Regions from separate parts of the Bos taurus genome. Here region 1 is linked to region 2. Evidence: chromatin contacts called from public Hi-C data. All regions are on one chromosome and are shown on one strand. The core of a region is the stretch at or near the end of the contact, and the rest is flanking DNA. Distances in the headings are between cores, read along the strand shown.

Region 1 (6,430 bases), core at 3,195-5,694, 160 kb before region 2:
TTTGTCAAAAGATTTACATTCGTAGACCAAAATCCCTAAAACTGAAATTATTGGGTCAAAAAGCATTTCAAGGATTCTGCTATGCATTGCCAAGCTACTGAGCCAAGACCAGTTTTCTTTTCATTTGTGAATTACCTTGTATCTGTTCCTCTATTAGAATTTTAAAATTCTTTTGAAATTCCTTTAAAATGACTTAATCCATACTTCCTTCATGAAGCCTTCCCTGACTCCCCTTTTGGCCTGCCAGGTGGTCACTGAACACATCCTCTGAGTCCTCACTTTGTCTTATACACATTTCTTTTATATTCCAATTGAACTATGTTTGAATTATGTTTACATGTCTATCATCTCTCCTACATTGTGAGCTTGTGGAGGGTAAAAGTTGTTCATAAGTTGTTCGTTTAAAAAACAGCTCAATATATGTACTAAGTTCTCATTAAGTGTTCACTGAATAAACTGAATCACATATTATAAGATTCCACTGTGTCCACAGATTTTAGAGGACTCCTGTTTAATAAGCTTCTGATTAACTTACGGGTTATTTAAGTCAAGCGTAACACAGAAACCTGATAAAATTTGGAACTCGGGCTTCAGATACATACTAAAGTGACTAATTTTGTTTGTGGTAAAACACTACATCTCAGTAGTGCTCCTGAAAAATCTTTCTAATATTTATATTCAATAGGCATTGTGTTATGTTAAAATATTGTTAAACGATTTAGCAAAAAAAAAAAAAAAGGCTATGAACAAACAAGACTTTTATTAGAGAAATTATTTGTCATCTAAGTTGTTGATAATTCATTAGCTAGAGGAAGACTGGGCAGGGGGTAGGGGGATGATGGCAGAGTTCCTTACAGTACTCTTAAAGTCAAGCAGCTCCCTCTATAGTCTGTTTGGCCTACTTTGTTTAATTACTTGCTTTGTGAACATCTCGCTCACACTCTTCTATTTACTCCTCCTCTGCATCTCAGCAGGGAAGCTTTTGAAACGATAATTCTGTTTTAAATTGATGCTGAGAAAACTGAGAAAGCTGTCTAAGCTCAACACGAAGTGAGTTACATCAGGCAACTAATAAGCAAGAGTTGGGATGTGGTAACTGGGCAGCTTCCCAGATTCACCTGAGTCAGTTCCTCATAGTAAAGCCCTAGGATTTTGAAGTGAAATCCCAGAACACTCACACCCATATTCAAATCTAAGTGAAAAAATAAAAAACGCTGTCTTGTACTGTAGTTAGGTATAACTTGGGTTCCCTCCACTAAAAAAGTTACCAAAAAGTTGTTAAATTGCTCAATACATTGTATGTCAAAACAATATTCAAGTCATTTTTAAATGAGTGAAAGAAAAGCAAAAGATGTTTTTGGGTTTTTAAAAATAATTCCATCACTTACATATAGAAAATTTAAGTGATTCTCTCAGGAACCAATATCCTCAACCAGCATGGGATTAAATCAGTCAGGAGTTACCATTCAAATCTGAATGTACCAGTTTTTAAAATACCTTTTCAAATTTCATCTTAAGATATGAGAGCTTTCAAACCTAATACACTAAATTTATTTCTTAAATTACTCAAATATGCCCTCAAAACATAGGACAATAGGAAGTCAACTGGACTGTTTTCTAAAGCAGAAAAATACTTTTCATGCAATAATAGAAAACTGAACTAGTAAAACTCTAATAAATGAATTGGTTCAAAATTTTATAATGTACATCTGAAACGGTCACTTTATTTGGAAGATTTCTTCTGCTGCTATTTTTCACAATTTCACTTGAAACGCAAACTCAGTTTAAAAACATTTTCTCCAAACCAACGTAAGGAATTGAGGATTCCCAAAATTAACTACTATATAGAAAAAACTTAATTTTATGAGTCTGTAACATAGATTTACCGTATTACAATTTTTCATTAATTTTACTAATTAGTAGATATATAAACAGTTTGTGATTTCAAACAATAAATCTGTTTTCATTAAAAATTCTAGCATTCAAACTAGAGAACCAAATTGACTTCTTTTTTATATTATTTTCAAAATGTATTTTACTAGGTGGCTGGACTGGTTTTCTTTGGGGAGACAATTCAGAAGCAGATAATAGGATAGTTTTTGTTTATGCTTATTAACATTAATTTTATGTGCTAGAAATGATGACTTGATTTCTGAAAGCTGTAAACTCTTAATGTATGCCAGTGACATCAAAATTTTTCACCTTTTGAGGAAACACAAAAATTTTATAGTAAACTCAATTCAATAATCCTACAACTTACAGTTTGAAATTCTCTGTATCAAGTTTTGTATCGTTCAATGTGTATACCAAAAAACTCTGATTTACATTATACATTTCAAGGTGTATTTTCTAAAATCCAGTTTTTTTTTTTTAAAGGGGGAGTGATGCTGGTAATCTATTGTAAGATGGCCAAGAGGAAAGAAATAAGTATTTCTTTCGTCTTTTTTTAATACTGAGAAACAAAAGTATACCATATTCTTTATTTTTTTAAGAATTTTTTTCATATAATAAAATTAGTACTAGCTCACAGTGAAATTTTTTTTCCACAAACAAAACTTGCCTATAAAACAAAGCTTGCAAATCACTCAAAGATACATATTTAATCATTAGTGTAGAAAAAAAAATTACATGTAGAAAAGTAACCCAAACCATATAAATTGTAATACCCAGTATATGCCACAGTATTATCACGTCCCCTGATAATTTCAAAATGTGGCTGAACAGAGTTATATCAACATCACAATCTTATTTTTCCTCTGTACCTGAAGTGAAAAAAACAACAACAGTATATTACACTGAAATTCCAATTAGAAATAAATACAGCACCACTATACTTAAAAGGGCAGAAAATCTATCCTTTAAAACATTTTATTGCCTCTATTCTCCAGCCTCTAAGTTTCAGGTGTTACACTTTCAACAAATGGTTAACAGCATTCAAATGCCCCAACTTAAAAACTCCATATAATCAAAAGCTTTGTCACTATTTTAAAAAGAAACATCAAATATCATTCTATCAAATCTCACTAACAACACTGAAATTTTTAACGACGAGAATTCACATTAAAAGATAACTGCTTAGAATGAGTGCTTGAGTTTGGAAAGTGCTATTATCTTGATAGCCCACAGGAAAACTGACTGTAGTAATAAGATGAATGGTGATTAGGGCAAGGAGCATCAAGTGGGAAATGCTATCTAAAATCCCATAGGGCAGTACATAGCTAGAGAGCATCTCTTTCTAGGAGGCAGCTCCATTATTTCACATAGGCAGTTCAAAGCGTGTAGAAAAGCAAAACAATTTAAAACCTTGCAAATCTGGCCGCTATCCTACTTACACTATCATAAATTCCCAAGAGCTTCTGAGAACGTAGCTTCTGTCTCCCCACCCCACTTGTTTGAAATAGTTTTTGAAAACAAAACAACCTATTAAAAAGCGTATTGTCTTAAACGTACGTGTATTTAAAATGCAATCCTACAACCCAGCATAGGGACATTTCTTTAATGCTTGCGTTGCTGGGCTTAGCTGTGGTTCTTATGAAATTGACGCTATTCAGTGGGATGTTTTACACTGGGCGACATAAACATGCATTTCCTACTTCCGCGGATACACACTTCCCTGAAAGCAACGCACCTGGGGGCGCAGCCCTGCCCCCAGACTCCTAGGCTTTACCTGAAACTCTAAGGAGTTACGACCTGCCCTCACAGCAGAACCACATGGTCACTTCAATGAGAAAGATTATCTGGCCCCAGGCGCCACTCTTCAGCCCACAGCATCTCCAGAAGGGGCAGAGGAGAGCGCTGCTAAGAAGAGGCGACGAGGAGCGACTGACAACAGAGCTGACACTTCCCTACTCCTCAAGCCGTTTCCATCAAGGGGCACTTGGGAGACGCAGAGGGTGTCCGAGGTCCCACCAGTCAACCACCTCAGAGAGTTGCCCTGCGCGCCCGCTCACGGAAGACATGGCGCGGCCACCTGACCCAGTCCTCCGGGGCGAGAGCGACGCCCGCTCCGCCTGCCCGCGCGACCCCGAGTGTGCGGACCCGGCTCCCGACCGCTGCACGCAGTGTAAACACTCGGCGCCCGCCGCCTCCCCGCCTGGGGTTGGATGGGGGGAGGAGGGGGCGGAACGCTCGCGCAGACCCACATTTTTGCGCCTCTTGTCATGCTCGGGAGGAAAAGGCAAGGAGGGCGAAGGGGAGGGAAGACGCAGCAGCGATCAGCCGAGAGGGCCGGCGCCGGCGGCGTGCGCGCGGCGGGGAGAGCTGCCCGGGCGCCCGCCGCTCCCGCCCGCTCCCCGCGCCCGCTTACCTGCCGGGGTCGCTCCGAAGATTCGCACCACCGGCACCTTCTTGACAGGGGCCTGGGTGAGGGGGGATTGGCAGATATCCAGCCCCTGCAGCGGGCTGGCCATGTAGTAGTCGGCAGTCACTATCCTCACTGAAAACATGTTTGCCGCCGCCGCCGCCGCCTCCTCTTCACTAGCGACCTGGCAACGGCAGCAGCAGCGGCGGTTCCTTCCGCAGCGGCGGCCCCACAGCAGCGGCGGCGGCGGCGGCGGCGGCGCCCCCTCCCCTCACACTCAGACACGGCGAGCCGCGGCGGCGGGCGGGGCGGCGTGGGCACTGCTGCCGCCGCCTCCTCAGGAGCACCCGGCGAAGGGCGACAGGGGAGAAGCCCTCGCGCTTTCGTCGGTGCTGCTGCTGGTGCTACCGCCACTGCCGCCGCCGCCGGGAATTACACGGGCTCCTCGGTCCCCGGCTGCAGCTCTTGTTGCCATGATGATGATGTCACGGACGCAACCACTGGGGGAGGGGAGAAGGGGTTGTGTGTGTGTGAGCGTGTGGGGCGAAGGGAGGGCCAAGAGTAGTTGGGGGAGGGGACACGGCGGGAAAGGGAGGGAGCGGGGCGGGCACCCGAGCGGGACACCCACGCGGGGGGCCGAGAAGGTGTTTTCTCCCCCCGCCCCCGGGCACGCCGCGAGGGCGGAGGCTGCAGGAGAGCCGGGCCCGCGCTGGGCACGGGGAGTCGATGACTCGGCCGGTGGGCACGGCCACCTGGGGTGAGGGGCAGCGGAGGGAGGGGGCGGCGGAGCACCGATGTCATAGATGGGCTCGGAGGGCCCGGCGGGGAGGGGGACGCCAGTGTTCAGGGTCGTTTTTTGGCGGCTAGGCGGGATTGGCCGGAGCCGCGGCGATCGCGCTCGCCTCGCCGACCGCCATTTCACATCCTGCAGAGAAGGCGGGGGCAGCCGCGGAAACGGCCTTTTACAAGGTAAGAAAACCCGCCCGCAGGAGCGGGGCGGGGGGGGAAGGCGAGGCGCAGATCTCGTGCCGCCGCGGCCTCGCGGGAGGCGGGGGCGGCGGACCCAGCCGGCCCTTCTCAGGTAACGCCTCGGCCTCGCGCGTGGCCCAGGGGCGGCGCGAGGGGCGGGGGCGCGCGAGCGCGGGCTTCGGCCTATAAAAGGGCCGCCCCGCCGTTCCCTCCCGAACGTGCGAGACGCCGGGCCCCCTCCTCCTCCGCCGCCGCTCTGCAGTGTCTGCACCCGGCCGCTTAATGAGATTTATTCATGCTCGGCTCTGCTCATCTTTGCCAGGGGTTGGCAGATCCAGTGCACAGGGATTTCCCACAGCGGTGTTTTTCTCCCGCCCCTTTGCTTCCCTCTCGCCGTAGTATATATATCCTTCCTTGGTTTCGTCCCGGGGCCCGCAGGCTGCGTCCCGGGCGCGCGCCTGGACATGTAAGGACTTGTCAGTTCCCAGTGACCTCCCTCCTCCCCTCCCTTCCCCAGCGGAATATAGGATTAAGAGCCCTTCAGCGAAATTTTTGGCCAAAGAAAAAGGCCCATGAAAGTCACCGCATCAGATGTGGACTCCCAGTGTTACTCATTAATGGTTTGTGTGAGGGTTTACTAGCCTAAGGCCAGAAAGCAAAAGGGAAGGACCGTTAGACAGAACAACTAAATCCAAAAAGGAGGGGTGCGGTTGTGAAAGCGAGGGGGGAAAAGAGGGTAGTAAGCGATGCAGCTGGGTTGTCCATGATATTGGAACCGTTAGGTTTTTGTCTGACTTGGTCACTAACACTGGGCGTGACCTTGGACAAATTGGGTTTTTTTCGGGGCCTCAGTTTGCTCATCTGTGAAACGAGAGTTTTCCCTTAAAATTTTATAAGTTTCTTCCCAGCAAAATTATTTAAGCAGTAGACGGCAAAAACCGTGGTTTCAAGTTTGAAATATACCACTGAATTAGGACTTTTGACAGTCATTTTCAGTCTATCCAAATTAGAGATCATTCTTTCACACATGTATTTCCAGGTGTATTTTAATGGTTAATAGGTTGCTATATATTTGAAGTGTTGTGAGAGAGATCCTCGTTTGGAAATACTGTGGTTCTCAAAGTAGGAAAACCAGAAAGCTCAAAGGGACAGAGCACTGGT
Region 2 (7,139 bases), core at 1,813-4,312:
GTCCCAAGGGTTTTGGCTGTGAAGCTCTGGCACGAGTGGACAGCAACCACCACATTCTAGGAGCCCAGAAAGGTTAGGAAGAGAGCATGAGCCCGTACCAGGACTGGCTTCCTCCAAAGTGTGTGCTTTGTATTTCAGTGCAGTCCTTGGTTTCTTAACATCTCAGAAGACACATGCCTGAACCTGCAGAAGTCCCCCTTGACCCTGACCCTGCCAGGAGTCTGTGAGAACTGGAGGAGAGACAGGTGGGCGGTCTGAGCCTCAGAAGGTCCGACAGGCCCTGTTGGAGGTGGTTACACCCCCCGCCAAACCCAAATGCCTCCTCCTAATGCTTCATTCTGGCACTGGGATCATCCAAAACCACACCACAGAGCTTAGCTAATCATTCTCCTATTGCTCTGCAGCCCTTATGTCATTACAGGATTCTTGTCATTAAAAAACAAACTACTCAAATGGAAAGATTTCATGTATTTTTTTTTTTTTAAGTCTTGATCCAGTCTTCACCAATGGAAAGTTTAATTGGCCACTTGAGTCAAGCCTGTTTTTCCAGTGCTCTGCCTGAGTCAGGGACACAGCTCGACCCTCAACATGTAGCATTTTAGGGAGGCAGCCTGCTCCCCAGGGCAGCTGGGACCAGGGATGGAGCTGGGCCTTGGCCCTCGTGGTATCACCAGCTGGCCTCGCCGGCAGCTCCTCCCCATGCCTTCCACCTCCTTTCTGCCCACATCCTCTTCTTGTTTCTCCTCTCCCCGCTCTCATGCCACTCCCCAGGTTCTCCCAGCATGAAGAGCACACAAAACCAATTCGACGCACCAGGCTAACAAGAAACATACCAACATCAGTTTTGCCAGAAAAGTGGGATATAAGACAATGCACTTGGCTGACAATGACAGTCTGAATGGGACTGGATCTTTTCCGGGCATCCATAGGCCAGAAGTGGACCCAGCTCCTTCATGATGGTTCCTGGCAGTGGGAACTGCACAACCAAGAGATGCTTGCTCAGCAAGGCTTGGGTCACTTTTCACTTCACAAACAATAGCCCAAGTAAGTGGGCTGTGTTCATATTTTTTTCAAAAAAGAGTATTCTTGGCTATAAGAACTTTGAAAAATCACGTGTAAGAATTGCTTTTTAGTAAAAATGGATTTTCCTCTTCATACTACTATTTCATGAGCTCTTTTTGAAAGTGAAAAGAAAAGTGGAAAAAAAAAAAAGAAAAGTGAAAGTGTTAGTTGCTTTAGTCATGTCTGACTCTTTGCGACCCCATGGTCTGTAGCCCACCAGGCTCCTCTGTCCATGGAATTCTCCAGGCAAGAACACTGGAGTGGGTAGCCATTCTCTTCTCCAGGGGATCTTCCTGATACAGGGATCAAACCCAGGTATCCTGGATTACAGGCAGATTCTTTACCATCTGAGCCACCAGGGAAGGTGAGGGCCAGGGACTGGGAAGGGAACACACACAACATTGAGTTTAGGGAGGCCAGCGGAGTCCTGAGGGATGTGGGCAAAGGGAAGAATCTTTGTATCTTAGTTCCAATTGAGGAAGCGGGTGGGGGTTGGGGAGGAGGCTGCCTGGGAATGTTCTGCTTATTATTTTCCTTCTTAGGGGAGAAACTGAAGAGGCAGAAACTTTAAAACATGGTTGTATGTTTTGTAACTTTGTCAACAACAGTTCTTAGTGGAAGCTACAATAGAGAGTGTTTTTCAACAGGAGGGTGCTCTATGTCAGCCTGTGGCATCCAACCATGTCATGGTAACAAAGCTCCCGAAGGCATGTTGCCTGGATCCCAACCTCCACGTCAGAGAAGGGGCACAGGGCTTGGTGACCAGCAAGCAGACACACTGGCTGTTTTCACTCCAGCCTGTCCTCCTCTGCCCCCACCTCAGTGGTTCCTTACCTTTCTGCTCTCCTTGTGGTCAGTCAGGAAAATGGACCATTTCCACAGGTCACTCTCACAGGGCACATAGCCCAGTGGGACTCAGTTCACAGAACACCTGTGTAGTCTGCTGTGCCGGGGTTTACTTTCAGATACCTCTTCCTGCACCTTCCATGGGGGCCTCCTGTCACCCTGCATCTCAGGCTCTCAAACATGGTCACTGGTAGCCTCATTTCCAGTGGGTCTGCCCCAAACCCTGCAGCTGAGATTCTCTGGCCAAGTGGACTGAATTCACTTCCTGCCATTATGACCGTATTATCCTTCCAAATCATGCTGCTGGCTGCCTCTAGGTTCCTGAATTAAGGTCAAGTTTCCAGCTCTCACTTTCCAACCCTTACTATGTATGGCTGCCAACAGTCTCTGCTTTCACGTGTGCGTATTTTCCATCCCTTCGCTCCTTTTTCTCCTCCCTCCTTTTATTTTACACTTTCCTGTGCCTCTTCCTTAAGCTAGATATTAACTCAGTGGTGTCTCCTTGCTTTTTTTTTTTGATCTCCAGGGAAGAAGTAACAGTCTACCCACTCCAGTATTCTGGCCTGGAGGATTCCATGGACTGCATGACTGAGCGACTTTCACAGTTAAGAAAACCATTTTCATTGCGGAGCCACTTTACTCTTTCAACTCTGTGTCTCAGCAGGTGATTGACTTCCCCTGCCTCAGTTTCTCTTTGTCAGTGGAATATCTCCATATTCACTGTGCTTTCAGCTCACTGAAGTGTCTTCTATGAACGGAGGGTATTGGGCTTGACAGCTCACCATTTCAGTTTCCTAATACGGATCTTCCAGGGGCTGTGGCTATACAAGTGGGGATTCTTGCTGTTTACCATCCAGGTTTGTATCTGGATTGGACTAGGGGTTGCAAGATTTTTGTGCCATGTGAATAATTAGGCCCTTTGACAATGGGAATGATGCTCAGGTTCTCAGACACGCAGCTTACTTCTGCAAACCGAGCTTTCTGTTGAAAGGAAATTAGAAGCTATTGTGCATCAGGCTTTTTGTCAGAGGCTCCCCCTGGCTTCTCTACACAAACCCTGTAAAAAGCCCTTCTGTTTACTTGTCTGCTGAGCGGTGCTGGGAGTGCAGGGAGGGCGGAAGGAAGGAGGGTGCCATTAATGGTGCTTGCTCAGCACGAGCGCGTGCTATCAGATGCCCATGTGCTCTAGTTATCTTACTGGGCTACAACTGGGACACATCAAGTTCGGTTTTGGTTATGAGATCAAAGTACAGACTCCGGGCAGATAGATGTTGCTCAAAGAGGAGAGCTGAAAATAAAGGAGTGACCTTGAGGCGGCACAACGATGACTCTTGTTTCTCTTTCTGCATCTTAACCAGATAAGCTTAGGACACCTGTTTTTATGAAGCCCACTCTATTAATAAACACAGAAATGACAGCTACTCAGGTGCCATAACACACAAAAGTTAAAGTTGATAATCCAGTATCATGAACAGCTCCTTTGTCCCAGTAACAGTGAAAAAGTGACAGAGAGGGTGAGGGTGAGGGCAGGCCACAGAAATCCACAGGGGTACACAGGAGCAGCAGGGGGTAGGACTGGGGAGCAGAGAGCCCCTCCCTGTCTGCTCTCTCCTCCACCAGCCACGTGGGCCAAGAGAAACCTTGTCGGGGGAGGTAACAAGACTCCTGGGCATTCCAGGCAGGACTCCTCTGGCGGGAACAACAGGAGCCAAAACAGAAAAGCCTGAGGACCGTGGATGGGAGCACGGAAGGCAGAAGACTAAGCACCCTAGGCTGAGATTTGAAGTTTCATCCCAATTCCCTTTTTCCTGGATGGAGAGTCCCGACCTCTTCCTCCCCCAGGAGAAACCTGCCCCCAGTATCAGGCTGGGCCCAGTGGGGATAAGGGTGACGATGATGGGCTGCTGAACACAAAGGAATTTAGGTCTACAGCTCAGGCTCTGTTGGAAGGCATCTGAGTGGGGCAGAGGGACGATGAAGGTGGAGACTTGCAATTCTTCAAGGAAAGTGCTATACATTCACTAATTTATCTCCCTCTTCAAGTCATTATCAAATGACTAGATGCAGTCACGAAAGTCAGGCAGCTGTCAGTTGTTAGAAGAGTTGAAAGCACTGCAAATGCATAAATAAATGTGATATGCTTAAGAGAATGTTCCTGCTTTGCCAGATCCTGCCAAATTCCCAAAGCAGGTGTTCAGTGGAGAGCCAGGGCCCAGAACAGCCAGGACATTCTGCTTAGAATGATGCTGGGACGTGGTGTTTGAACTGACCACGGGGTCAATTTCCCAGAACAACTTTGAGGACAGAGGCTACTCTGCGGCTGGGAAAAACACGCCTTATTTATGTTTGGAGATGATGAAATAGAGTTGAAAGGTTTTGCAGGCTATGGGCAAAGTCTTATTTTAAAAGCCTCTTGGGCTAATCATTTTTTCCCCTCTGCCCACCCATCCATCCATCCAGCCCTTTATCCCTCCACCCATTCTTCCGTGTATGTGCTTAAGACTTACTGAGAGTCTACTAAAGGAGCCCCCTTCTCAGGGTTCAGAGCTACTGGGAAACAGAGACACACAGACAAGGGCTTCACCAGAGAGGTACCTAGTGGCATGGGAGTGAGCAGAGGAGCGACCCAGGAAGAGACATGGAGAAGGCGACACAAAGGAGGGGACTTTGGGTTAGGGTTGGATGGATTCTGAGGCAGAGAGTGGAGCTGAGAAGACAGACTTGCATGTTTGAGAGAAATCTCTTGGTGATGAGGGTCAGGAGCAGCACAAGAGACATCGTGACTGATGATGTCACCTGGTCGAAGCCCCTCAGTCGGCCCTCATCTCGCTCAGCGCAAATGCCCTAACCGTGGCCTCAGAAGGCCCCGCTGATCTGTCTGGGGCCTCTGGGCCCGCCTGCTCCGCCCACACTGCTTCTTCAGAGCCTCTGTGCTCTGGTTCCCTCTGAAGGGGGGCTCCTTGCCCAGTTAACCTGAGCCTTCTTCCTCAGATGTCACCTTCCTGGTGATGTCCTCCTCTGCCACCCTCTCTGCCCTTCCCCATTTTACTCTCCTCCCTACCCATTACCACCAGCCAATGAGGAATGTATTTTGCTTATTTGTCTTTGCTGATTGTCTGTCTCCTCTGAGGAGTGAAAAGTTTGGGAGGACAGCTTTTGTCTATTGGTTCACTGCGACACTCCTGGGGACCTAAACAGTACCTGGCATACAGCAGGTACTCAATAAATATATGTTGAATGATTGAAGGAAAGAGTTAAGAAGGACTACACCAGATGAAGGCTTCTGGAGTTTATCAAGGGGAAGCCATGGACTTTTTAACTAGTAGAGGCAGGATAAGCGGATCTGTTTCTAGGATAACTCTGATGGTGACAATGATAGATGGTGGGGGTGGGGGGGGGGACAGGAAATAGGAAGTTCCATGAAGGGGGTTCCTGCAGCAGAGGATGACAGCCTGCCGTGGGGCAGTGGAAACAAAGAAGAAAAGAAGGATTTGGAGGTGAAAAAAAAATAGGTTAAAATGCATTGCTCAGATTTTATGCATCAATCCTAGAAAACAGTTTTAAGTACTTTCAATTCTCATATGTAACAATTCATCGGCACAAAATCAGGTATAATCTTGATGCAAAGAATGGTTCTGAGCCTTGGCTTATAGTAAAGCAAGCTGTACAGCTAGGCTGAGGAGGTGCTAAGGTCAGGCTGTGGGAATCTGGAAAACAGAGCTGTTCTTCAGAGCATCTTTGTTACACATCTTGGAAGCAACCTTCTTTGTCTGGTAGGGTGATGGGACTCCTCTCCACTACCTCCCTGTTAATCTCAGAATCACAGTTCAGTATTTTTAATTTGGCTTCCAGGCTCTCACTCAATCTGAGAGTCTCCTTCTTTCCTTCCTTTCGAATCATCCATTTTGTAAAACCTGCTAACTAACCAACCAATCCCATGTTTTATTTTTGCCTCCTTCTTTGAGCCCTTCATTCAGTTACACCTTCCAAACACTATTCCAAGTTCCTTCTCTGATTCTTTTTCTGGACCTTCTTTCACACTGGGCAAAACTGCCTGGAAAGCTTTCATAACATCCATTTAGAAGTCACTTTCATCGCTCCCTTGATCCTCATCCTCATCACCAGCCAAAGTACCTTTCCTGTGTGTAATGATGACAGAAGGCCGTTCTCAGGTATGAAATAAAAATGTATCGTTGCCTACTGCTCTTGAAACAAGAATTACTTCAAAATACACTCTAGCCAACTGAGAAATAACTGCTGAGAACTTAGGATGGGAACCACGGTGGACAGGTCTGGGCGTCTGTCCTGGATGCCACCCCCAGCCACAAGGACTCTGGTCAGTGGAGACGCAGCCCCTTGGCACACACTGCCAACCTGGCCGCTCCAAGAGACAGTGAGAATGAGGACAGGAAGGGCCTTCCTTGTCCGGTGTCACAGGATGAGGCTGAAAGAAACTGTCTGTTCCTTAGGAATTGTTCTCCTTCGTTAAGGTAATCATCCTGTAATTGGAATCCTTCTGTAAAAGCCTCTCCCTCAAGAAGAGTGTACTGTGAGATTCGAGGCACAATTAAATATGATTACAGTTACACTGAGAACAAAAACAAGCAGCATCTATGGTGAGCAGTAGGTTTGGGAACAGCTTTCTGGGGCTCCTGTCACTCCCCGCTGACACAGCTCCAGAGCCCGGCTACAGACGGGCCAGGCCTTCCTGTGGCTGCACCAGGCCCTCTTCACGGGGTCTGGCCAGGCAACCCCACCTCACAGCCTTCTCCACAGGCTCATATCCTAGGGGCCTCCACCCAGGCCGTGGCGCCTTCCCACACATCCCTCCTTGTCTGGGATCATTCTTCCTTAATGTGAAGGGGAAAGCCTATGTACCTTCTTCTCCATGAAGCTTCCCAGACACGGCCCCTTTGCTTGGCCACCATCACAGAATCCGGGCAGCTATCAAAGCCCCCAGCACATCAGCAGTTGCTCCGAGTGTATAACTAGGCATGACAAAGTGGACTGAATTCTCTTGTCAAACTCCTTGGCCATCCTCACAGGATTCGGAGTGAAAAGCCCTTCTCTGGACCTGCTGTGTGCAGACACCTGAATCCGGGGTCCTTGCCTCATTATCAGGATTAAGACTGGGGGCCCACAGTGAGTGAGTTCAAGTATCGAATCCCCCAAAGATGATTTCCTCTAATTATACAGAAGCAATAAAAAAAGGGCTGCTTTCTATTTCATCC

Evidence for each region. A called contact is a pair of places that touch in the nucleus more often than the background predicts.
Region 1: a Hi-C map of liver shows a contact between it and region 2, with 2.2 times the contacts expected there. The contact joins the promoter of LOC784866 here to the enhancer-like site in region 2. A contact is called at or near these places in 2 of 11 Hi-C or Micro-C datasets (liver and skeletal muscle).

The regions. Positions count from the first base shown.
Region 1 is chr9:38,928,456-38,934,885 of ARS-UCD2.0, reverse strand. LOC784866 (gametogenetin) reads left to right here and starts at 4,444. Exons shown (of 6, transcript XR_009495904.1): 1 at 4,444-5,038; 2 at 5,168-5,269. REV3L (REV3 like, DNA directed polymerase zeta catalytic subunit) reads right to left here and starts at 4,445. Exons shown (of 32, transcript NM_001206172.2): 1 at 4,307-4,445. The coding sequence starts at 4,445.
Region 2 is chr9:38,770,889-38,778,027 of ARS-UCD2.0, reverse strand. The region is part of intron 12 of FYN (FYN proto-oncogene, Src family tyrosine kinase); the gene reads right to left. Among named protein-coding and RNA genes, the nearest start is that of TRAF3IP2, 46 kb to the left of the region's middle. Within about 2 kb of position 3,062, at least 25 of the 102 cell types and tissues checked have an H3K27ac peak or open chromatin away from gene starts, as enhancers often do. A contact at or near this core is called in liver and skeletal muscle, where this site is marked.